Regions from separate parts of the Mus musculus genome. Here regions 1, 3, 4 and 5 are each linked to region 2. A link is a contact called in public HiChIP or PLAC-seq and promoter capture Hi-C data. All regions are on one chromosome and are shown on one strand. The core of a region is the stretch at or near the end of the contact, and the rest is flanking DNA. Distances in the headings are between cores, read along the strand shown.

What was found. Promoter capture Hi-C pulls out the DNA fragments that hold promoters and counts their contacts. HiChIP or PLAC-seq counts read pairs in DNA pulled down with a chosen protein or histone mark.
Region 1: a promoter capture Hi-C map of embryonic stem cells shows a contact between it and region 2, with 2.4 times the contacts expected there. The contact joins the promoter of Hip1 here to the promoter of Orai2 in region 2. A contact is called at or near these places in 2 of 39 promoter capture datasets (embryonic stem cells and liver) and 2 of 115 datasets of contacts at active chromatin or transcription factors (bone marrow-derived macrophages and memory CD8 T cells).
Region 3: a promoter capture Hi-C map of pre-B cells shows a contact between it and region 2. The contact joins the promoter of Col26a1 here to the promoter of Orai2 in region 2. A contact is called at or near these places in 4 of 39 promoter capture datasets (cranial neural crest, embryonic stem cells, liver and 1 more), 1 of 484 Hi-C or Micro-C datasets (embryonic retina) and 1 of 115 datasets of contacts at active chromatin or transcription factors (large pre-B cells).
Region 4: a promoter capture Hi-C map of liver shows a contact between it and region 2, with 3 times the contacts expected there. The contact joins the promoter of Nsun5 here to the promoter of Orai2 in region 2. A contact is called at or near these places in 2 of 39 promoter capture datasets (hippocampal neurons and liver).
Region 5: an H3K4me3 HiChIP or PLAC-seq map of the 230-238 cell line shows a contact between it and region 2, with 12 read pairs. The contact joins the enhancer-like site here to the promoter of Orai2 in region 2. A contact is called at or near these places in 16 of 39 promoter capture datasets (the 3T3-L1 cell line, 3T3-L1-derived adipocytes, the C10 cell line and 9 more) and 8 of 115 datasets of contacts at active chromatin or transcription factors (the 230-238 cell line, T-cell acute lymphoblastic leukemia, astrocytes and 5 more).

What each region holds. Positions count from the first base shown.
Region 1 is chr5:135,542,631-135,546,977 of GRCm38.p6, forward strand. It overlaps Hip1 (huntingtin interacting protein 1), which reads right to left and starts at 2,492. Exons shown (of 31, transcript NM_146001.2): 1 at 2,307-2,492. The coding sequence starts at 2,426.
Region 2 is chr5:136,168,065-136,172,529 of GRCm38.p6, forward strand. Orai2 (ORAI calcium release-activated calcium modulator 2) reads right to left here and starts at 2,592. Exons shown (of 3, transcript NM_178751.3): 1 at 2,474-2,592.
Region 3 is chr5:136,881,441-136,885,884 of GRCm38.p6, forward strand. It overlaps Col26a1 (collagen, type XXVI, alpha 1), which reads right to left and starts at 1,775. Exons shown (of 13, transcript NM_001346699.1): 1 at 1,410-1,775. The coding sequence starts at 1,567.
Region 4 is chr5:135,367,366-135,372,076 of GRCm38.p6, forward strand. Nsun5 (NOL1/NOP2/Sun domain family, member 5) reads left to right here and starts at 2,588. Exons shown (of 10, transcript NM_145414.2): 1 at 2,588-2,711; 2 at 2,826-2,948; 3 at 3,876-4,050; 4 at 4,133-4,241. The coding sequence starts at 2,619. Trim50 (tripartite motif-containing 50) reads left to right here. Exons shown (of 6, transcript NM_178240.3): 6 at 1-289. The coding sequence ends at 289.
Region 5 is chr5:136,751,409-136,755,932 of GRCm38.p6, forward strand. It overlaps Col26a1 (collagen, type XXVI, alpha 1), which reads right to left. Exons shown (of 13, transcript NM_001346699.1): 6 at 3,507-3,605; 7 at 2,785-2,937; 8 at 261-344. Among named protein-coding and RNA genes, the nearest start is that of Myl10, 60 kb to the left of the region's middle. Within about 2 kb of position 3,258, at least 22 of the 459 cell types and tissues checked have an H3K27ac peak or open chromatin away from gene starts, as enhancers often do. A contact at or near this core is called in the 230-238 cell line, T-cell acute lymphoblastic leukemia and pre-B cells, where this site is marked.

The DNA.
Region 1 (4,347 bases), core at 1,242-3,741, 630 kb before region 2:
TGATTGAGATAGAGTCTCAATATGTATAGCCACAGTTCGCCTGGAACTGCTACTTAGACCACACTGCCTTGCAAGGATCCTCCTGCCTCTGTCTCCCAATGAAAGTTTGAGGGCCAGCCTGGTCTACACAGCTGAGTTCCAGGCCAGCCTGAGCAACATAATAAGATTCTCACTCAAATAAAACAGAACAACAGCGACAAAACAAACAAATTAAAAACAACATCAACAACAAAACAAACAAAAAACTCAGCACTCAGGAGGCAGGAGGACCTCTGTGAGTCTGAGGCCAGCCCGGTCTATAAAGTGAGCTCCAGGACAGCCAGGACTGTTACTTAGAAAAACCCTGTCTTGAAAAACCAAAAAGAAAAAAAGGGGGCTGGGGGGAGACTTCCACAACTGAAAAGCTCTGCTATAGAATATCTCAGTGCTCTCTCTCTCTCTCTCTCTCTCTCTCACACACACACACACACACACACACACACACACACACACACACATACACACGGCTCATAACAAGTGTTCTACAGAAGGTAAAACTAGACACTGCCTACCAGTCTTCCTGTTGGGCAACTAGGAAAAATGTTACTTATGGCTGGAAACATTCAAGTGCCTCAATTCTATCACTCTGTATTAAGTTCAAACTAAAAAAAAAAAAAAAAAAAAAAAAAAAAAAACATTTTAAAAGTGATTTTGGGTGTATGTATATGGAGGGGTATTCATGGCACGGCTTGAGTATGGAGGTCAGCAGACAACTTGGACAAGTTGGTTCCCTTCCTGGGATGAAACTCAGGTGGCCAGACTGGTTGGCAGGAGCCTTTACCCCTTAGCCACCTCCGCTGGCCGTAAGCTCAAACTTTTATGTCTAACTTATTGCCTCAGTTTTAAGTCGGATGCTATAAAATAGCTCCAGTTTATTTTCTTCTTTCAGTTTAAAAATAAAAGAGGTTGGGGGGGGATATGAAAACTTTTTTTTCTTTTTTTCTTTTTTTTGGCAACAACGCCCAAGGTTCAAAAGATCTGAGAAATTTAAAAAGCTCCAAACTCTATAGACATTGAGAGGTAAGTGGACGGTGGTCTCTCTTTCCCCTCCCGGGGTACAACTACCCCATTTCCCCCCTCAGACACAAGAAGTGGACCCAGGGGTCTCAGAAACAAGAGGTGGTGTAAAGTCCCCTGGGGTGAAAAGGCTTTCTTCCGAGCAAGGTCCATTTATAGAACACACAGGCCCTCCCTATCTCTTCCATCTTTCCTACTCACAGAACACGACAGGGGACCTGCCTCTGGCTGAAGTCAACTCAGATCTTCAAAGTAGAACTCGGAGAGCCAGAGTAGAAGAAATCTACCGGCCCGGCATCCGCAGTGGGATCCGAGGAGTTGTACTCTCAGAAACAGATTTTACATACAGATGAACTGATGACTACACACCCCGAGCCTCACAACTTGATTCAGTCCGATCAATACAGCATGCATAAAAGCCTGAGGTAAAACTGGATAGTGGCTTTTTGTTGATAACTGCGGTGGAATTTTGGCCATCTGCCCTGGTCAGACCAGACAAATAAGGCAGGCGGTCTGCTTATTAGCTGTCAGGCATATTTTGGAGGGTGAAAGCAAAACCTCAAATCAGGAGTCTGAGTATCACTGGACAGCTTATGCCGGCACGCAAAGCTCTGACAATCCAAGCGCCTCAATTCCTACCCCAGGCTGCGCGTCCCCGTTCCTCCAAACCCCCGGGCCATTTTACAAGTTGGACCACACTTCACATTTCTTACGGTCCTTCCCATCACTCAGACCCCTTTGGCCCAGCCTCTGAGGCCAACAGCTGGGGCTGCTGAGAGCCAAGTTAGAGGCACCGTTGAGCGAGATGCTGGGAAGTGTAGGGAGAGTCAATACTAAAGTAAGGCGACCAGAGCCACCCTTCACACCCCCACCTTGGCGTTCCCACACTTGGCAAAAACCAAGCGACTTCCAAGTGCTTCCCCTATCCAGGAGCACCCTTCCGTCAGTCCCCTTTCAACTCCCTTTAGCCTCCCTTGTGACCCCTGATGGTGCTCACTGAGACCGTCCCCTCAGCCGCAGGAATCTGCAGTTCCCCAGAGTGCACCCCGACCCCTATGCCAGTGGAGATGCCCAGGTAGATCCCGAACCTCCCTGGGACCCGCCTAGTTCCCTACCCCAAAATGATTCCGATCGCAGCCACCTTGCCTAATTCCTTCCCGAGTCTGCAAGTCCCACTCCCTTCCAAGCCTCTCTTGCACCCTGCATCACTCCAAGTGCCCCAGGGATGCCCCAGGGTTCTCGAATCTCACCTGAGTCCGCTCGAAGCTCTCGCGCTCCGCAGCCTCCATCCCAGCACCAACTCCGCGGCGGCTCAACACTTTGGGCAGCGGGTTGGATACCTGCTTCATGGAGCTGGCCATTCGGTCCATGTTGTCTGGGTGAACAGAGTCAGGGGCCCTCGGCCGCCCCGGGATCCCCGCGGAGCCTCCCGCCCCTCCCTACCCGCGGGGATCCGGCGCTAACGGGGACAGATTCCGTCTTCCATTGGTTGACAGCGCTGTCCATCTCCCTCAGAACCCACCCCATGTTTCCAAGAGGCTTTTCCCCACACCCCTCTTCCCACTTCGGAGGCGCTCCGCTCACTTCACCCGCTGCCCGCCTCAGGGCGGTCCGCATACTATGACTGGTCTGAAGGTTTGTCCATTATCATTAGTGGGCAGGACCTGGTGGGCTGCTGTCCTAACCTGCCCCCTAGGCTCCGCCCCATAATCGATGCACCGCCTTCCAGGCCTCTACATGCACTGTCATTGGTCTGAAGACTTATCTGTCAACAGGCTGGCTTGATGGGCTGCCCTAACCTTTTCTTGTTGGCTCCACCCTACATCCGTCACTCTTCCTTTGTTCCCACCCCCCAGGACCATAAAAGCACTATGATTGCTCTGAAGGCTTGTCCGTCATGCTAGTGGGTGGGGCCTGGCTGCCACAGACCAGCCCTTGCTGACTCCACCCTACTTCGAAGCGCCACCTCCTGGGCCCTTCTCTGCTGCGGGTTTCTGAGCAGTAGGACCTGCGGTCCAGCCGGCGCCACGAGTTCCCGAGGGGATGGAAAGGCAGATCAAGGGAAGCATGGCTGCACACCATGCTTCACCGGCTTGCTGGGGAACTCTGCGTCAGTGTGGACCCGCGATGGCGGCCTTAGTGGTCCTCGAAGTCCCCTCCTCGTGCATTCCTTTCTGCCCGTTCTGGAGGACCGTTCTGGAGGGTCCCCAAATACTGGCCTGTGATTGCGAGGATCTCCCCAGAGCTTTCCAAACTTTGCTTCGTTCTCACCTTATCTCGGTAGAAACCCCAACAGATGCTCTTTGTTCAACTATGGTAGGGTCCACTCCTCCCATCCTGTTCTGGGAGCACCTACAGACTGGGAAGTGCTCCTCAGCAAAGAAAAAAGTTACAGGTTCTTCACTAACAGAACTAGTGGCACCGTTAAGCATTAAGCAATTTGATGGTGCTATCCATCTAGCTCTGCAATAGAAGCCAGTACAAGTCTCACTTGTACTAGGCAATGTTTTAATTAATGACAATATCAAACTCACTATGTCGCTGAGTCCCTTGAATCCCTGAGCCTCTTGCCTCTTCCATTCAACTGTTAGGATTATAGGCGTGGGCCTCTAGGCTTGACTTTCCTTTAACGTTTTACACACATTTTGTACCTGTGTGTATGTGTGGGACTGTGTTCATACGGCAGCACTCTGTGGAGGTCAGAAAGCAAATTAGATTCTGTTCTCTACCGTGTGGACCCCAGGATCTGACTTGAGTGATAGGCTTAGTGTAGCAACCTACCCACTGAGTGGTCACACCAGGGATGCTCTTTAAAAACAGTGTTTCAAGACGGGTGGTGATGGTCCACAGCCTTAGTCTCAGCACTCAAGAGGCAGAGGCAGATGGATCTCTGAGTTCAAGGCCAGCCTTGTCTATAGAGTGAGTTCCAGGACAGCCAGTACTGCACACACATGCACACCTACATGCACAAAGATAATATTTCACTAAAAAGTTGAGATTGGCTTTGAACTCCCAGAAATCCTGCCTCAGCCTCTTGAATGCTAGGATTACAGGCATATACCTGTATACAGACTACCCACAGACACCCTCCCCCCAGCCTCCCACACTGAAAGAGATGCGGTTTGCAGGTGTGTCGCACCGTGTGCAAGCACATTCGTGCACCTGTGCACATGGAGATCTGAGGCCGATGTCAGGGGTCATCATCACTCTTGAATCTCGCATTGACTTAGGGTCTCATGGAACTCAGGGTTTGTTGATATGGCTAGCCACACTAGCCTGTTGGCTCTGAAG
Region 2 (4,465 bases), core at 1,342-3,841:
GCAAGCCCAACTTTGGGGCATATGGACATGGGTAGAAAAGACAACATGTCCTAGACAGACCCTTTGCATACTAAAAGATGGCGCAGAGGGTAAAATCATTTACTACTCTTACAAAGGACCAGAGTTAGGTGTCCAGCACCCAAGTTAGACAGTTTACAACTTCTTGTAAGTCTAGCTCCAGAAGGTCTGCTGCCCTCTTGTGGCCTCCAATGGTACCTGCACTCATGTGCACACGCCCTCATATGAACACAAACACACACACACAAGTAAAAATAAAATCTTAAACAAAACCAAAACAGACCCTTTATCCAAGACAAGATGTGGCCCACAGAGAGGGTTCTGAGAAGCAGGAAGCTGAAGTCATGTGCAGGAAGGCGCTCATCCTCCAGAGAATGGGGCAGGATGGTTGACTGCTTGAAGACAAAGAGATAGAAGACTCTGGGGGGCTGGGACAGCAGCACAGAGCTAAATAGTAAGGCTATGCTGGACTTTCTTGGACTTTCTCCAGCAGTGCCAGGGCACAGGGGCATGATGGGAGACTGCAACTGGAAGTCAGATATTGCCAAGTCTCTTGGGGATAGACTACCTTTCATCTAGAGAGATGGCTTGTGTGGGGGGGGGGGCGGGGGGCTCAGTGGTTAGACCACTAGCTGCTCTTCCAGAGGACCCAGGTTCCATTCCCAGCAACCACATGGTAGCAAACGACTGTCTGTGACTCCAGACCCAGGGGATCAAAGGAAGGAAAGGATTCATGATGTGAAGAAGATGGATTTTCTGGGGGACCGCAATGAGGCAAGCCCCTGCGTTCCAGTCCGAGTGTGCAGCTGAGTGAGGATATGCAAATAGCTCCGAGTGGTTAGGGTGGGTGTGGAGAGCTGTCTGCCTCCCGCTCAATCGTGTTGGGCCTGCAGGTCCTATAAGGAGATGAGACACCCTTCCCCTGTATTAGTCCAGGAGGCTCAAATTCATTCTCTTTCCTTTTCTTTCTTTCTTTCCTTTCTTCTTTATTTCTTATCTCTTTCTTTTTACTTTTCTTTCTTTTTTTTTTCATTTTTCCGAGCTCTGCCTGTCCTAGAACTTGTTCTGTGACCAGAGTGATCCCAAACTCAGAGATCCATCCATCCATCCACACTACCTACAAGTTGTCATTACCACCCAGCTCCTTCCTTCCTTCCTTCCTTCCTTCCTTCCTTCCTTCCTTCTATTTTAGTTGTTTGGTTTTGTTTTTTTGAGACAGGGTTTCTCTGTGTAGCCCTGGCTGTTCTGGAACTCACTTTGTAGACCAGGCTGGCCTCGAACTCAGAAATCTGCCTGCCTCTGCCTCCCAAGTGCTGGGATTAAAGGTGTGCGCCACCACGCCCGGCCCTTCCTTCTATTTTAGATAGGGCCTTATGTAGGCCAGGTCAGCCTCCAACCAAAAATATAACCAAGCATAGCTTTGAACTCTGGATGCTGCAAGGGCTGAGATCACACACCTGCTTTGCATGGTGCTGGGGTTAGAACCCAGGGTTCCTGCACGCTAGGCAGATTTTCTAGGGGTTCCATCCACAGCTCCCGCTGATCCCCTTTCTATTTTTGGGTTTGTTTTGAGACAGGGTCTTGCTGTGTAGCCCAGGGTGGCTTGGAACTTGGGACTGTCTCACCTAATCTCCTGCGTGCCAGGATGGCAGGCATCACCAGCTTCTGTCACAAGTCCATTCCTTATACTCAGAGGGCCTATCTTGGTCCAACCCTTGCCCCATGGGGAGAAGCAGAGTCTGGCCTACAAATTCCAAGCTCAGGCCAGAGGGGGCGGTGAGACAAGATGGAGCCCATAAGTCTGTCAGATAGCACCCACCAACTCTAAGATTGCTAGGCAGACTGAACCTTTTTTTTAAAAAAAAAATTATTATTATTATTAAAATGAGGAGCAGCAGAAAGATTAGGTCTGACAAAAAAAATTAAAAAAAAAAAAAAAAAGCCAACCCACGGCAAGGCTGTTAGACGAGCATTTCTCTTGCCAGGTTTGTTTGAAACTGTCTCAGGCAGCAGGTTATGGAGTCTGCCTGTTTTAACTTCCTCTAAACATCTGGGGCACGGGAACTGTGTCTTGTCACCCACGCGCCTGAGAGGTGGCAGTGGCCTGCCAAAAGCAGCCACCTGCATCCCTGTCCTATACTCTAGGGAAGTCCCTGCGACTGCAGGACCCGAGAATCAGCTGGCAGCCCCGCGCGATCCAAGTCTTCTGACACTGCACTCTACCAAGGAAGTCAAGGGATTGGGGTCACCAGGCCATCCCTCTGCCTCTCATCAGCCTGTCCCTTCCTCTCCACGCCATGCCTGCCCAGGGAGAAGCTCCATCTCCTCCTGTCCAGTGTCCCTGATCCAATTTCCCCGCGCCCCTTAGCTAGGAGGGGACCCTCTCCTGTTCCCCTTCAGACACCCCCCCCCCCCAGACAAGGATGGACGGGCCCACCCGCGGCCGAGCACTCACCCTGACTGTCCAGCCCTCAGCGCGCTTGGCTCCAGCTCACGGCTCCGGCTCGTGGCTAGCGTCTGTGTCGCGGCCGGGTGGCCCGGCGGCCGGGCCAGGGCGGAGGACCGGCCCCCTCCCTCTTTCCGCCCGCAGCCGCTGCCTAGGCAACACTGCGCCGCCGTCACGTGACCCATCCGTGGGGCCCTGCCGCGGACCACGTGACCTGAATAGCTGGTTGGGGACCGACCCCTCCTACAAGATCTAGGGGTCTTCACTTCACAAAGTGCTATCATCCTCGTGGGACCCAGGTGGGTGGGTCCAGGCGTGGGAGAGCGCTGCTCCTAGCGAGTGACACTAGGGGATACCCAGCATCTGTCGTGGGCAGCATAGAGAGGTGGGGACAGGGTGTGAGTGTTGCAGAGTGGGTAGAGGCGTGCAAGAAAGGCTCAGCCTGGCTATATCCTGGTTTTCTCAGCTTGTGCAGTGACACCATTCTACTGTGGTCACGCAGGTAGGTGGCTCTTGGTTCCAGCAAGGCTGTGAGAACCAAACAATGCAAGGGACATGTTCTCATTGCTGAGCTCTGGGCACCTCATGGATGGCAGAGAAGGGTCGTTTGGACGCTGCGGCGAGGCATGCCCTGGCGAACACTGAGGTTTTACAACTGAGAAACTCAAACAGGAACGGCTCTGCAGGAAGTATACACTAAGTATACGCTCAGCGCCCCAGTGGGTGCCTCGTGGCCCCTCAGAGTGCTCCCTATTTGCCCGGTACGCTTCTGCTTGCACGCTCTATATAGGATTTTTCCATCTGTCGCAAAAGCATCAGACTGTGACACATTAACCCAAAGGAAGGAAAAATTCCACTCGTATCCAAATTTCCTGACAACTGGGAGTGTATAGATGTGACTGTTAGCAGTTTCCGCTTGGGTTGCCAAGTCAATTCACTTAGGATAGGTGAAAGCAACTCCTCCCTCCTGGCGCTGACCCCTCCTGACAGCGTGGGCCATCATAAGGCTCCACGTGTGCCTACATAAGAGGGTCTGAACCTGCGGGAGCCACGCACTCTCAAGGCAACTGCCTGGCGCCTGCAGAGCTGAAGTTTGAGTAAACGAAAACAGGAAGGAGACACTTGGTAAACTCCAGCCATTGCATCATGGATGACACTCTTTCAACAAGGGGTTTTTGCTTCTTGCGGTTATTAGGAAGCTTAGCTTTGGAGTAGGACTTTCCAGCGCCAGGCACTGAGGTTCCTCCACCGCCAGCACAATTATCTGGCATGCCTGGGCAAAAATGAAATGCCAACTGTAATTACCAGTCTGCCTAGGAGCCGCTTTGCTAACCAAACACAGGCAACAGCCCTTACTGTTGTTTGACTCACTTCCTCCTTAGAAGGGAGGAAGCCATGGTATCTGTCCTGTTGGAAGGAGGGTCGGAGGTTGGAGGATCCACAACCCCTGCCCCCTCTTAGGATCCCAGGGAGCTGACTAGGGGTTACCCAGAAGGTTCAGGTCCAGAGCAGTCTCTCCTGAGGGCACTGCATTGCTGTCTGGGCTGTCTGCCTGAAGTTGGTTGGTCTTGGCAAGTTACTTCCTTTACTTAAAAAAAAAAAAAATTAACTACATTTTATTTATTTAGTGGGGTGGTGGTGTGCACCACAATACATGTGTGGAGGTCAGAGGACAACTTGTGGCAGTTGGTTCTCTCCTACCAAGTGGCTGGAACTCAGCCTGTCAGGCTTGGCAGTGAGCGCTTTTTAGCTACTGAGCCATCTTGCTGGTCGGTTTTTTGATTTTCCTAGAAGCTCGAGGAGCCTGTCCTTGAACATCAGTTCTTGAATACACATAATGAATGTGCATAGCCTACTCACACAGGAGCCTCGTTCCTTGCTTTTCTATGACACCCAAACCTTACTATCTAGCACGCTCTCACAGTTTGTGTGGTCAGCTTGTCCAGCCCACTGGCTCCTCACTCTGTCCCCTTAGCTATTCATGCATGGCCTACCTAGTAC
Region 3 (4,444 bases), core at 525-3,024, 710 kb after region 2:
AAGTTAAATTCGGTAAGATTAGCAAACAACTCAGTAACATATATTTGGGTGCGCTGCCTTTTCTTTGAGAATTCAAAAACCATTGAGACAGCGCTAAACCATCGGAGGAGGATAGCGCGCCACCTGGCGGTAGATGGAGAAGCAACGGACAGGTCCAGGCACTGAGGGCTGAGTGACCCCGCGCCTCCACCAAGCCCACTGCGGAGCCGTGGGATCGGGGTGGGTACCCTGTTCCAGTGTGAATTGGACAGCCAAACTTTCTTCGGCCGCCTCGACCCCCAAAGGCCGAATGGAATGGGCTCTCCAGTGTCGCCAGGCGACCGAAAGGACTCATGGCCTGGTAACTCTGGGAACTGTAGAACACAAAGCCAAGGCCGCGCAGGTGAGCCGGGCTACTCCGTGGGGACTGAACCCGGAGTCTTGTGAGTCCCGGGAGCTCCCTCTACGACTCCCGGATGCAAGTCGGTGCCATCTCCATTCGAAGCCCAGGGCCGATGGGCACAGGGCAAAAAAAAAAAAAAAAGGGAAAGGACGGGTGGGCGCGACCGGAGACCACCAAGTCTGAGGCCCCAGGTTTCCAGAACCCCTCTCACACAAGTTGGCTCCCCGAACTCTTTAGGCCCGGGGTCCCAGCAAATGATCACAATATCTATTCCCTCTCCTGCACCCGACCACAAGGCTCCTACGGTCGTGCGTTCCAGGCGTCCGTAGTCCCCAGGCCTGCGTCCTTAGCACTGGGCTACTGTGCCTCGGAGGCCACCCCACTGTTCCCCATCTCGCTTTCGGTCTCCGTGCCCTCAGGCCTCGTGGTACAAGTCCCGTGTCCTTTCTTCCCAATCACTGGACCACTTCGCCTCTTAGTCTCTGTGGTGCGTCCCCAAACACAGAGCACTCAGCAGGGGGTCACTGCGCCTTGGAGCGCGCACTGGCTCTAATTCTCACGCCCCCGTGTCCTGAATACCCCAACATCCAGCCACCACTCCTCGGAGTCCTCACTGTCCTTTGATCTAGTTCCTGCGCCCCCAGCCCCTAGCCATTACGCCTCAGAATCCCCACTGCCCGACGATCCAGCTCCGCGGCGCCTCAAACTCGATGCCTTTCGACCCCAACACCCAACAGACCTCAACTCCTCGGATCCTCTGTTGTCCCACGATCTGGCCCTCACGCCGTCGAGCCTCTGCTTCCTAACATTCGACCACCTTTTCTGTGGTCCAGTCCTTGGTCCGCTATCCCGCGTCCCCCAGCACCGGGCCAATGTTCTTCACAGCCCCTGATGTCGCTGGATCCAACCCTCCGGGACCCTGGCTCACTGTCCTGCGTTACTAGTACCCGGTCACGGCTCTTCCGAGCCCCCGCTGTCCCGGGATCCAACCATCGTGCCCCCAGGCCCGGCCACTGGCGTTACTCACCGGCGACTCGAGTAGCCGTTGCCGGGGGAGCCGGCGCCCTGCTCCGGGTAGCCGTGCTGCTGCAAGGCTGCTGCCGGGAACGGGTAGAGAAAGCCGGTGGCCAGCGCCGACCCGCACAAGCAGCAGCACGCCCATGGTAACAGCAAAACCAGCTTCATTTTGCACCGCTCTCCCGCGGGGACCTAGGGTCCCGGGAGCCGGGAGCCGATCAGGAGTGCCCCAGACCGCTGGACTGACCCTGTTGCCCCAGGCTGGAGCGCAGGGAGCTAGCCGGTGATGGCGTGAAGTCAGGGTCGGAGGTGGAAGTCGTCTTGGGGGGGGGGGGCGCCCACGCCTCTCCAGGGCCGCCTTTTCAAATTCGGCGAGGTGGGCTCTGCGCAGTCGAAGGGGGCGTGGGTCTTTCTTTTTAACCCTCAGCGGTCCAGGACTGAGGAGGTGGCTACCAAGCCGGGGGTACCCCCAGGGACACACATGTTTCCAAACACTAAATCTTACATTGTGGGCTCTTATACACATTTTGCACTTTCCATACCAAGGTGGAGGAGGATTTGGTCCCTCTCAGTACCCAGTCTTTGATCAAACACCGTGACACTGTGAGATATCACTATCTCCATTTTTCAGAGGTAGATCTTGGACTCAAGGAAAGTTAAGCAAGGTTCTGTGGTAAAAGTGTGTGCTACAGAAACCTGACACCCATATAAAAAGCCTGCCATGACACTTAACCCCATCCTTAGAGCCTCCAGCCCTGGGGCTTCTGACCGGGCTCAAGGTTCAGTGAGGGAAACCTTGAATGGAGGTAAGAAAACAAGAGGACTAGAGCCGGACACCCTATGTTACTCTCTAGCCTCAATTTACCCATGCACACGCGTGTGCATAAGCCCCCTCTCACACACACACTTAAGCCTAGCTTGTGTGGTAGTGACCCCTATAATCCCAAGGCTCCACATGCTGATTGTGAATTTGGGGCCAGCCTAAGCTTCATAGTGACAACAGTAACCCAGAAAGTACAAACGGGGTTCTGCATCTGATAGTAGCACCCACAGCACAGGCCAGTTGACAGCAATGTGGAATATTCTGGTCTTTCTCGTTAGTCACGGTGTGGAGGGAAGGTTAGAAGACAAGAGTATTTTCAAATCCAGGTGAAGAGGAGGCTGTGAGCTAACCATTTGTTGAATGTCGCCGGTATCCATGAGGCACACTTCAGATTCCTTTGGGAGGAGGCGCTGAACACCCCTCCCCATAAAGTGGGGGTCCTCCAAACCCTTCAGAGCCCGAGGGAGACATGGATGGGGGGTGTGAAAAAAGGTCCTAGGTCTAAGACGCGCATCCCATGAAGGGGCTATCTACTCTGTGAAGAGTAAACCCGGCCTCCGAGACCCATGAGAACTTGGGAAGGGTGGACATTCCACAAAATAAAACAGAGCCAGGCTGAGCACGGCAGTGCATATCTGCGATTCCAGTTCTAGGAAGTTGGAAGCAGGAGTATTGGTCAGCCTGGGCTACATCACAAGACTTGGTAACAGACAAAAGAACTAAGTTGGGATTGGAGGAACTCTCGGGAAGGGATGGGCAATTTAGGGAAGAAGGTAAAGAGAGTTGAGTGTGATATATTGGGGTACCCATGCTAGAAGGTACCTGTGAGTTATGTATCTATAGGACTATATTAGACCAGATAGCAAGTCAACAGAGTGGGTGGCTCACTCTTTCCTAACAACAGTCCTAAAGCCAGATGGTGTGGGAGACTATAATTCCAGCCCCAAGCAATAGGTACAAGACTTTGAATCCAGCCTAAACCATATAGTGAGAACCAGTCTCAGATGGGCGCAGGGTCGGGGGAGATTCCTGAAAATGTAGCTCAGAGTTCTTGTCCAGAATCCTCCCAGCAAAGTGCTGGGCTGTGGCTCGGTGGTAGAGCCCCTGCCCAAAATGCTCAGTGAGGGGCTGGGGGCGTGGCTCAGTGGTAGAGCCCCTGCCTAGAATCCCCCAGTGAGGGGCTGGGGGCGTGGCTCAGTGGTAGACTGTCCGCAGCTTATACAAGGATGTAGATCAGATCCCTAGCGCTCTCTCTCTCTCTCTCTCTCTCTCTCTCTCTCTCTCTCTCTCTCTGTGTGTGTGTGTGTGTCCTTAATCCTCTACTGCTCATGCTTTGACGTCATCAATCTACTCCTGTCTCCAAGAGAGCAGTGGGTGCACACAACTATTTGAAGTTGCTTTTTGTTTCCTTTGGAGTTTTTAAAATGGGGTTTCTCTGTGTAGCCCTAGCTGCCCTGGAATTAGCTCTGTAGACTAGACTAACCTCAGACTCACAGACACAAACTGTCTCTGCCTCTCAATCGCCAGGACTAAAGGTGTGCGCCTCCGTGCCTGGCATGTCTCCTTTTCTTGATCGTTGGGATTACATGTATATGTCACCCTGCCTAGGTGAGCGGACCCAGCCCAGGTTGTTATTGTTTTCTAAAGCAATTTTTATTAATTGGCAAACAAAGTCGTGGCTTTCATTATGGCATTTGTACACAAGGCACAGTGAGTGCATTCTTTTGGTTTGCTATAGACGAGGATGCTCAGAGAGGTTAAGTGACTCCTCTAAGGTCACACAGCTGGTGCTGTGGAATGGGCCTCAGCGGCAGCTATTCTCTTTGGGGGAGTGAGACTAGATACCACAGACGCTTTCTACACGCTCTCTCCCATTCCCCACTGCTGGGTGGTGCTGCACCTGAAAGTGTTTTCAAGGGGAGCAACTTTGGAGCCTGGCAGTGGTGACACATACCTTTCATCCCAGCATCCTAGCACTTGGGAGGCAGAGGCAGAGGCAGAGGCAGATCTCTGAGTTCGAGGCCAGCCTGGTCTACAGAGAGAGTTCCAGGAAGCCAGGGCTACACAAAGAAACCCTGTCTTTGAAAACCCTATCTTAGGGGCCTGGACTGTTCTTCCAGAGGACCTGAGTTCAATTCCCAGCAATCACGTGGTGGCTCACAACCATCTGTAATGGGATCTGATGCCCTCTTCTGGTGTGTCTAAAGAGAGCAATGGCGTAT
Region 4 (4,711 bases), core at 1,338-3,837, 800 kb before region 2:
GAAAGAGGGTCGGGTGTATGAGGCTTTTGGCTGCCCACGGCTGCCACTGCCTGTGGCTGGCCACCCTCATCGCATCGGCGTCTACTTACACTATGAGCAGGGTGAGCTCACGTTCTTTGACGCTGACCGTCCTGATGATCTGCGGACACTCTATACTTTCCAAGCTGACTTCCAGGGCAAGCTGTACCCTATCCTGGACACATGTTGGCATGAGAGGGGCAGCAACTCACTGCCCATGGTATTGCCCCCACCCAGTGGGCCTGGGCACTTCACACTGGGACAGGTATAGGCTGTCCTGGTCTGTCTTGCAAGACAAAGGGATTTGAGGGCTTCCGCTGGGTCTCAGTGTTTGGACTGCTTGAAAAGATTCTTCACACCCGCGTGTCCCCAGAACATTTATATCAGGGGATATAGCCTCTTCCTCACCACCTAGGGGTATGCGTGCCACCTTGCACCTTACCAGGTCCTATAGTTGCTCATAAAGTAGCCCTGTCCCCAGTACAGGAGAATGCCAGGGCCAAGAAGCGGGAGAGGGTGGGTAGGGGAGCAGGTCGGGAGGAGGGTATAGGGAACTTTTTGGGGTAGCATTTGAAATGTATATAAAGAAAATATCTAATAAAAATAAATAAAAAATAAAGTAGCCCTGTGCTTCCCAACTTGTCCAGCAGAGGGCAGAAACATTTCCTCACATATTTAAACGTTATCACTGGGGCCTTCAAACATCTATTAAAAACAATGCATTTGACATTTTTCTCATTAATTATTACTACTACTATTTTAATACTTATTTTTATGTAGGTGAATGCTTGCGGGTGCTGTGCCCACAGAGGTGTCATGACCGGAGTAAGAAGGTGCCTGGCAGGCGCTGCCAAGGCGTCCCCTTGAGGAATCACGCGATAGGCCTAGTATAAAGTTTGTTGGGAAAGGAAAGAGAGTGGGGACTTGGAAAAGGGTAGAGGGAGGGAAGGGGGTGGGGCAGAAAGAAGAAGAGACAGGCGGGCCAGGAACACGTGGGGACAGCGAGAGTGAAAGGAGAGGAGACTTGGGTAGTGACTAGCAGTCCTCTTCAACACTGCTGCTGTACCTGGCAAGCCGCATAAGTGGCAGCCGATGACGCAAGCTGTTGCTAAGTTGCTATTGAGCAGAGCCTAGCAGAATTGTCTGTAAGCCAACAGTCAGAAACTATGGAATCCCTTGGAGGTGGCATTACAAAAGGTTTTGATTGCCTAACATGTCTGGGAACAGTATGTGCTCTTAAGGTCTGAGCCACCTTTCTTAGGCCCAACTACCATTATTTTGATTGTCTCATGTAGTCCAGGCTGGTGTGAATTGGCTAGCCAAAGATGACCTCAAATCAATCTTTCTTCCTTTCCTTCCTTCTTTTCTTAAAAGATGTGAGAAGAGGGCATCAGATCCCCTTATAGATGGTTGTGAACCACCATGTGGTTCCTGGGAATTGAACTCAGGACCTTTGGAAAAGCAGACAGTGCTCTTAACCAGTGAGCCATCAGGAGCGTACCATCATGCCCGGTTTATACAGTGGAAGGATTGGAACCAAAGGCTTTCTGCCTGTTAGGCAAGCCCTCTATATAGATTGAGTCCCATCATTGGTCCTCCTCATCAATGTTGAGAATTGATCCCAGGGCTTTGCACATGCTAGGCAAGTGCTCTACTCCGAGGGACAATGTCTGTCGGCCCTATTAAACACCCACTTTTTTTTTTTTTTTAAACAATCTACTTTTTCCAGCGCTAGGGTCCCAGAGAGCCACATTTACTAGATGGGTGTTCAACAACTCCAAGCACACCAGTGGATTCTAGGCAGGTGCTCTACCACTGAGCCACGCCCCCAGCCCCTCCCTGGGGGATTCTAGGCAGGGACTCTACCACTGAGCCACGCCCCAGCCCCTCCCTGGGGGATTCTAGGCAGGGGCTCTACCACTGAGCCACATCCCAACCTCTCAGTGGAGGCATCAAGGCACGTGCTTTATTACTGAACCTTTCATCCGGTCACAGGGAGAGGCTGACACAGGACTGCTAGGAGAGTCTGCGTAGCCTTCTGAGTTCCAAAGTCTTAAAAAAAAAATTAAAAACTACAAAATAGCCTGGCGTGGTTGTGCACGCCTTTAATAAAAGCACTTGGGAGGCAGAGGCAGGCGGATTTCTGAGTTCGAGGCCAGCCTGGTCTCTACAGAGACAGCCAGGGGATACACAGAGAAACCCTGTCTCAAAAAAACAACAAAAACAAACAAACAAACAAAAAAAAAACCAATCCACAACAACAAACTACAAAATAGCTACACTGAATTCTAAAAAGAAAGTAGACTTTTTTCATTCTACATACAGGACCTCATTATGTAGCTCTGGCTGTCCTGTAACTACTTAGACCTAGCTGACCTTAAACTCGCAAAGATCCTTCTGCCTCTGTTTCCCGCGCGCTAGGATTAAAGGCGTGAGCCAGCCCGCTCGGATTTAGAGCCTAAGATTAATTTTTGGACGCTGAAAACGGAAAGCAGCGAACCCTTTGACTCCGGAAATCCGGTTGTACAAATTGTTGCGGCGGCCGTAAAGCCAGCCCGAGTTTTGCGACAGTGTCGTAGAGCGCTTGAGGCGGGGAGAGCATGGGGCTGTACGCGGCCGCCGCGGCGGTGCTGGCCGGCGTGGAAAGCCGCCAGGGCTCCCTCAAGGGGTTGGTGTATTCCAGCAACTTCCAGGTAGTGAGGCCGGGGGCTGGCAAGCCGGGCTGGGGAGCGGGGCTTGTCCGGGCGGGAGGGCGAGGCGAGGCGAGGCCCGCGTGGGGTGCAGCGGGTGTCCCCTGTGTCGCACAGAACCTGAAGCAGTTGTACGCTCTGGTGTGCGAGACGCAGCGCTACTCGGCCGTGCTGGACGCTGTCATCGCCAGTGCTGGGCTCCTTCGCGCCGAGAAGAAGCTGAGACCGCACCTTGCCAAGGTGAGCGGCGGCCAGAGGCTGTTACCCGTGCGTGGCTCTCACACTTCTTTCTGGGGTCCCAGTTGAGCTGGGTCAGATGTGACTCCCCTTGGAGCATTGCAGGAAGGGCTAAGTAGGACGAAGGTGCAAACTAGTAGTGGCTGAGGCTACCTACCGGACAGGGTGATGATGGCAAGGTCGGTCGGGGTCCAGAGCTCTGCTGGCGACCTGGGGGGTGGGGTAGGGTGGGGAGGGGGAGCTTCAGGCATGGGGCAGGACACGGGGTTTGCAGATGGCATTTGCTCTCGTCTCTTTACCCGCCTGCCTGGATGCCTGTCTTTTTGTAATGCTGGGAGATTGAACCCAGAGTCTCCAACAAGCCATAGAAGAGTTCTCCCACTGAGTCACACCCACAACACCTCATTGGACAGCATCACTAGACAGATGCTCTATTTTTGAGCAGTACCCCCAGCCCCTCACTGGGGGATTCTAGGCAGGTGCTTATTGCTGAGCTGCAATCCCTATTTCTTCTCTGGTGGATACTAAGCAAGCTTCCTACCCTACTGCTGAGCCACCGCCTCCGTTGCCTCCTCTTCCTTCTCCCCCTTTCGTCCTCTTCGGTCTTTAGAGACAGGCTTTCTCTGTGTCACCCAGGCTGTTCTGGAACTCACTCTGTAGATCAGGCTGACCTCGAACTTACAGAGAACCGCTTGTCTCTGCCTCTTGAGTGCTGGGATTAAAGGCACCATTACCCAGTTAGCTTGTAGTTTTCTTGCTTATGCATCTGATGTTGCTGGCATTATGGACATTTGCCCTAACATCATGCCATTAATTTCTTTTGTGATCTTGGGCAAGAGAACTCTATTGACATGACCATCTGGACAGGTACCTACTTCTCCCACTGGAGGGTTTTATGGTGTTAATAGTTTTGTGTTTTTTCCTGTCCAGGTGCTAGTGTATGAATTATTGCTGGGGAAGGGGTTTCGAGGGGGTGGAGGCCGATGGAAGGCTCTGCTGGGCCGGCACCAGGCAAGGCTCAAGGCTGAGCTGGCCCGACTCAAGGTTCATCGGGGTGTGAGCCGAAATGAGGACCTGTTGCAAGAGAGCTCCAGACCTGGCCAAGGTGACTTGGAGGCTGAGGGGCGGGAGGGGAGTGACCCTCAGAAGGCTCACCTCCCTCCCCACTTGACCACTGTGACTTCTAGCCTACCAGGTACCACGGTTCGTGCGTGTGAACACGCTCAAGACCCGCCCTGAGGATGCAATCGATTATTTCAAGAGACAAGGTTTCTCCTACCAGGGTCGGGCTTCCAGGTAAGAGCTGAACATCGTGCCCGGGTGCCTTCATTTTCCTCTGTGTCCAGGTTCTCAAGGAAGTAGGAGTCTGTTAGAGGGGAGACTAGGTGTGTGTATGTGGGATAATCACTGCTTTCTCTGGATGTTTTTCCTACTTTCCCAACAGAATTTTCTTTGTTTTTAAGAAAGATGTTGCTTTTAAGTGGTGCACATGTCTGTGCATGGGTGAGGGCATGTGCCTGAGGAGGACATTGGACTGCTGGACACGGTGCTAGGAACTGCACGTAGGTCCTCTGCGAGAGCAGTGTGTCTTCCTAACTGCTGAGCCACGTCTCTGGCCCTGGCAGCAGTTCTCTGCAGTCTCTTCTGAGACCTGTTTTTTTTTTTCCCCTGAACCCTGGTGTTCTTGCGGTTCTTGTTCTGCATTCTGTGACCCCCTGTTTGCTCTCCAGTCTAACTGCCCTCCCGCCCCTGCCACCTTTCCGCTC
Region 5 (4,524 bases), core at 2,008-4,507, 580 kb after region 2:
TAAGGATGAAGACAGTAGAGTGCTTAACTGGGTTGGATTCCTAGCACTGAATAAGCTAGGTGTCCTGGGGGCACATCTGTAATCTTAGCACGTGGGATCTGGAGGCAGGAGGACAGGAAGTCGAAGGCTATCCTTGGCTACATAGTAAGTTGAAGGCCAGCCTGGGCTAAATGATACCCTGTCTTTAAAAAAAAAATGTAGGAAAAAAAAAGACCTTTGTACTCAGGACAAACCCAAAAAGGAATCCTTAATCTACTCACCAGGGGGGCCTGGGGGACCCCGGGGACCTGGGATGCCAGTCAGCACTGTGTCTACAACAGCAGGGTTCAGCTGGGAGTCTCCATCTGCAGAGAGAGTCAAATGATCAGTAGTCAGGCGGGGTGGGGGTAGCCAACCTGGATGCTGAGTCTGAGAGTCCAGCATCCCCACCCTGTGTGCAAATGGACACATTTACTGCTCAGAATTCAGAGTAAGGGATGGGGAAGTGGATCGGCGGTTAAAGAACTTGTCACACAAGCGTGAAGGTCTAAGTTCAAAACCCCAGCACCACCATAAAAGCTGGGAGTGGTAGTGCTTGCCTGTAACCCCAACACTGGGGCACGGAAACACCAGACTTGCTGGGTTCCCAGTCAGCAATCAGCAAGCTCTAGAGTCAGCAGGAGACCCTGTCTCAAATAATAAGGTGGAGGGCAACGGTGGAAGACACTCAATGTCAACCTTTGGCCTTTACACACACGCACACACGAACACACACACACATACACACGCACATGCATATACACACATGCACTCACGCATGCACGCACACACGCTTGCACACACACTCATGCATGTGCACACACTCATGCATGTGCACACACACAAACACACACACATATACACACATGCACACACTCACGTGCACACTCATGCACGCACACGCACACGCGCGCATACACACACATGTACACACACTCACGCATGTGCACACACACTCATGCACGCATATACACATGCACACACACTCACACATGTGCACACACTCACGCACGCATGCACACACAGACACGCACACACCTGCGTACCCGAATGCATGGACATGGGGTGAGGGCTCCTCCATTGGACTCCTGGTGGCTTAGGGATATATTTATTTCAGTGGTCATTAAGGTCACTGCCCACTCTTCAGCATCATATGCCTTCTCCCTAACTAGGAACATTTCTTCAAGGGAACCTAGGCTACAGACCAAGTCAGAATGGGCTTCCTGCCCCGCCAGGCACCCTTTGAGTGCACCGAGATTCCCATCATGCCTTGGGACAAGCCCCCTCTTACTGCAAGCGCTCAGAAACTATGCGTAAATCTCCAGAGTGGCTCCCTTAGGAAGTATGGCCACCCAGCTTTACAGCTGGGGAGACTGAGGCCAGGATTCAGAAACCAGTGCCCAGGGAGGTTTGTGTTATGTATATGGGGTGCTGAACAGGAGTCTCCTCAACCCTGTTTCCATAACAACAGACCCATACTGTCAATCATGTCACCAACCCATCCTCTTCTTCAAGATTTTATTTTTGGGGGCTGGCAAGATGGCTCAGAGGGTAAAGGCACTTGCTACCAAGGCTGATGACTAGAGTTTGATCCCCAGAACCCACATGGTAGAAGGAGAAAACACTCCCACTCTGACCTCTACACCTAAACTCTGGCATGTCCCTATCAATAAATAAATACAACAAATTTACTTTAGTGTACTCTTCTTTTTTGATGCAATTTATTTTTGAGGTATTGGAGATTGAACCCCAAGGCTCATAATGTACTATGTACTATGTAAGTATTCTACCACTGAGTCACGCCCCCAGCTCCTCCCTGGGGAATTCTAGGCAGGGGCTCTACCACTGAGCCACGCCCCCAGCCCCTCCCTGGGGGATTCTCGGCAGGGGCTCTACCACTGAGCCACGCCCCCAGGCTCTCACTGTGGGACTCTAGGCAGGGCCTCTACCACTGAGCCACGCCCCCAGCCCCTCCCTGGGGGATTCTCGGCAGGGCCTCTACCACTGAACCACGCCCCCAGGCTCTCACTGTGGGACTCTAGGCAGGGCCTCTACCACTGAGCCATGTGCCCCAGACCTACTTTTTTTTTTTTTTAATATGCTTTTTTTTTTCCCTCTTGAGACAGGGTTTCCTTGTGTAGCTGAGACAGGTCTTGAGTTTGCTGGATATCCCAGACTAACTTAAAGCTAGCACTGAGTCTACTGTGTCAGCCTCCCAAGCCCAGCTCCTCCAAGGTTTTTAAATCACCCCAGGGCTAGGGTTAAGGTGAGGTTAAGATCAGGGTTAAGCACTTAGCCAGACCTGCTCCTCCTTCAACTGCTCTCCTCTGCCTCCCTCTGGTCCCTGAGACCCAGAGTCTCTGACCCCATGCTCTGCGCCCCCACAAAGCAGGTGTTTTATGTGGTCTGCGACTCACACAGGTCACACTGTGGTCCCTGAGAACAAGCAGGTCTCTGCCACTTTTGTGTCAGTAAACACCTGTTAGTATCTTACAGTGAGAGACCACAGGGAAGAAAATGTTTCAGGGGTGCTCCTGGTGGGGGAGCCTCGCCAGCTGCAGGCGGAGCCGGGAACCATCAGACCTGGTGAGCTAAGCCTGGGGCCAAGAGCAGGCTTGGAGGCGGTCTCCATGGAGCGACCAGGCCTCCTGTCCTGGATGATCCCTGATATTAGCGACTCTTAGCTTCTCTGGGATCCTTAGCGAAAGCTAGTTTCCCTCAACAGACAGTTTGGCTCACCCACCCCCGACCTGACCCAGCACTCACTCTCCTTGTCTGTTGGTGTCTGCAGGGAATACAGGACGCCTTGGGGAGTGTTTGGCAAGAGGCCAGGACTTCCTGCTGGGCCAGGAGGGCCTGGTGGACCAGGGCGCCCCATCTCTCCAGGGAGCCCGCGTGGCCCCGGTGGTCCCAAGAGACCTACAATGAAGAGCAGAGGCTTTAGGTGAGACCAGCGGCTGCGATGTTACAGACAAGGGAACTATGGCCCTGAAGAGGAGTGGCCAAGGACATTTGTCCAGTCAGTGACAAGTCTCCGGGCCCACAGTCCTCCTGGGAGGTCAGTGGGACATCTTCCTCTTTCTGGCACAGGGACAGCAGAGGGTGGACATGACAGAGTTAGGAGTGGGATCGGCACAGGCTCCAGCCAGATGTCTTGGGACTCGGGAGTAGTTTAACTCTGGAGCAAGGACAGAGCGTGAGCCAGCCCTGAGCAGGCATTGGAGCTCTGCAGCGCGCAGGGGATCATGGGATTCCTGCATGGGGTTTCAGGTGCTTGGAACAAACCCTGGGCCTTAGCAGCGCCATCCCCACCCCAAGGGTCCCAGTAGACTCTTGTCCTGCAGCACCTCTGAGATTGGGGAGAGGAGAAAGGTGAGAAGGAAGTAATAAATTTGGGGTAACAAGCAAGATTAAGGTACACAAAATGCCACCCATGCCCAGGTACAAAGCAAACTCCTGTCTCCACTCCAGGGGACAGGGCTCCTTACCTGGAGGTCCCACTGGGCCCTTCTCTCCTGTCTGGCCCTGTTCACCTTTGGAACCTGGAGGTCCTGCAGGTCCAGGTGGTCCCATCTGTCCTGGAGGTCCTGAGGAGAGAATTATGGGAGAACACTGTGGACTCAGATGCCATAGAGGCTCCAGTTCTGGTCACATGGGTTGTGTGCTCAGATGAGTGATAGGCAGGGGCTCTACCACTGAGCCACGCCCCCAGTCCCTCCCTGGGGGATTCTAGGCAGGGGCTCTACCACTGAGCCACGCCCCCAGCCCCTCACTGGGGGATTCTAGGCAGGGGCTCTACCACTGAGCCACACCCCAGCTCCTCACTGGGGGATTCTAGGCAGGGGTTCTACCAAGAGCCACGCCCCCAGCCCCTCCCTGGGGGATTCTAGGCAGGGGCTCTACCACTGAGCCACGCCCCCAGCACCCGGGTATACTGGTCATGAGAGTTGAGAAGTTGCCTTTCCCTGTCTGTGATCCCAATGACTGAGTTTGTTTTCCCCTTTTGGGTAAACTGAGCAGCTGAGAAGCATGGTCTTCCACTGCCAGCCACAGAGTCAAACTGTAGCTTGTTTTCTCAACATCCTTTCTTCCTGCTGTCTTCTTGCTCAGGGTCCAGAACTGCAGTTGTGGCAGCTGAGCCCAACCTTCCCTGAGGGTCTGCAGGGCCAGGCCTTCCCTCTTGAATCACTATCTCTTGAAATATTCTGGAGGCCTGAGTGTGCCACCACGGAGCAGGCCCAGTTATCCCAGCACTGAAGAGGCTGAGGCAGAAGAATCAAAAGTTCAAGGCTAGCTTGGGTGACATACTTTGTCTTACTTCTGAGTCAGCTGAGGGCCGTGTATGGAGCACAGCATTTAAAATTGCATTTGACTCTGGTCTGTGAGAGAGTCTCTAAAGAACCTCTTGCTGGAAAATCTCACTCAAGGAGGCAGGAAAACGCAGGAGTCACCATTAGCGGGGTGTGTCTGCCACCTGCTGGCCATGCCTGGAACTTCACTTTCTCT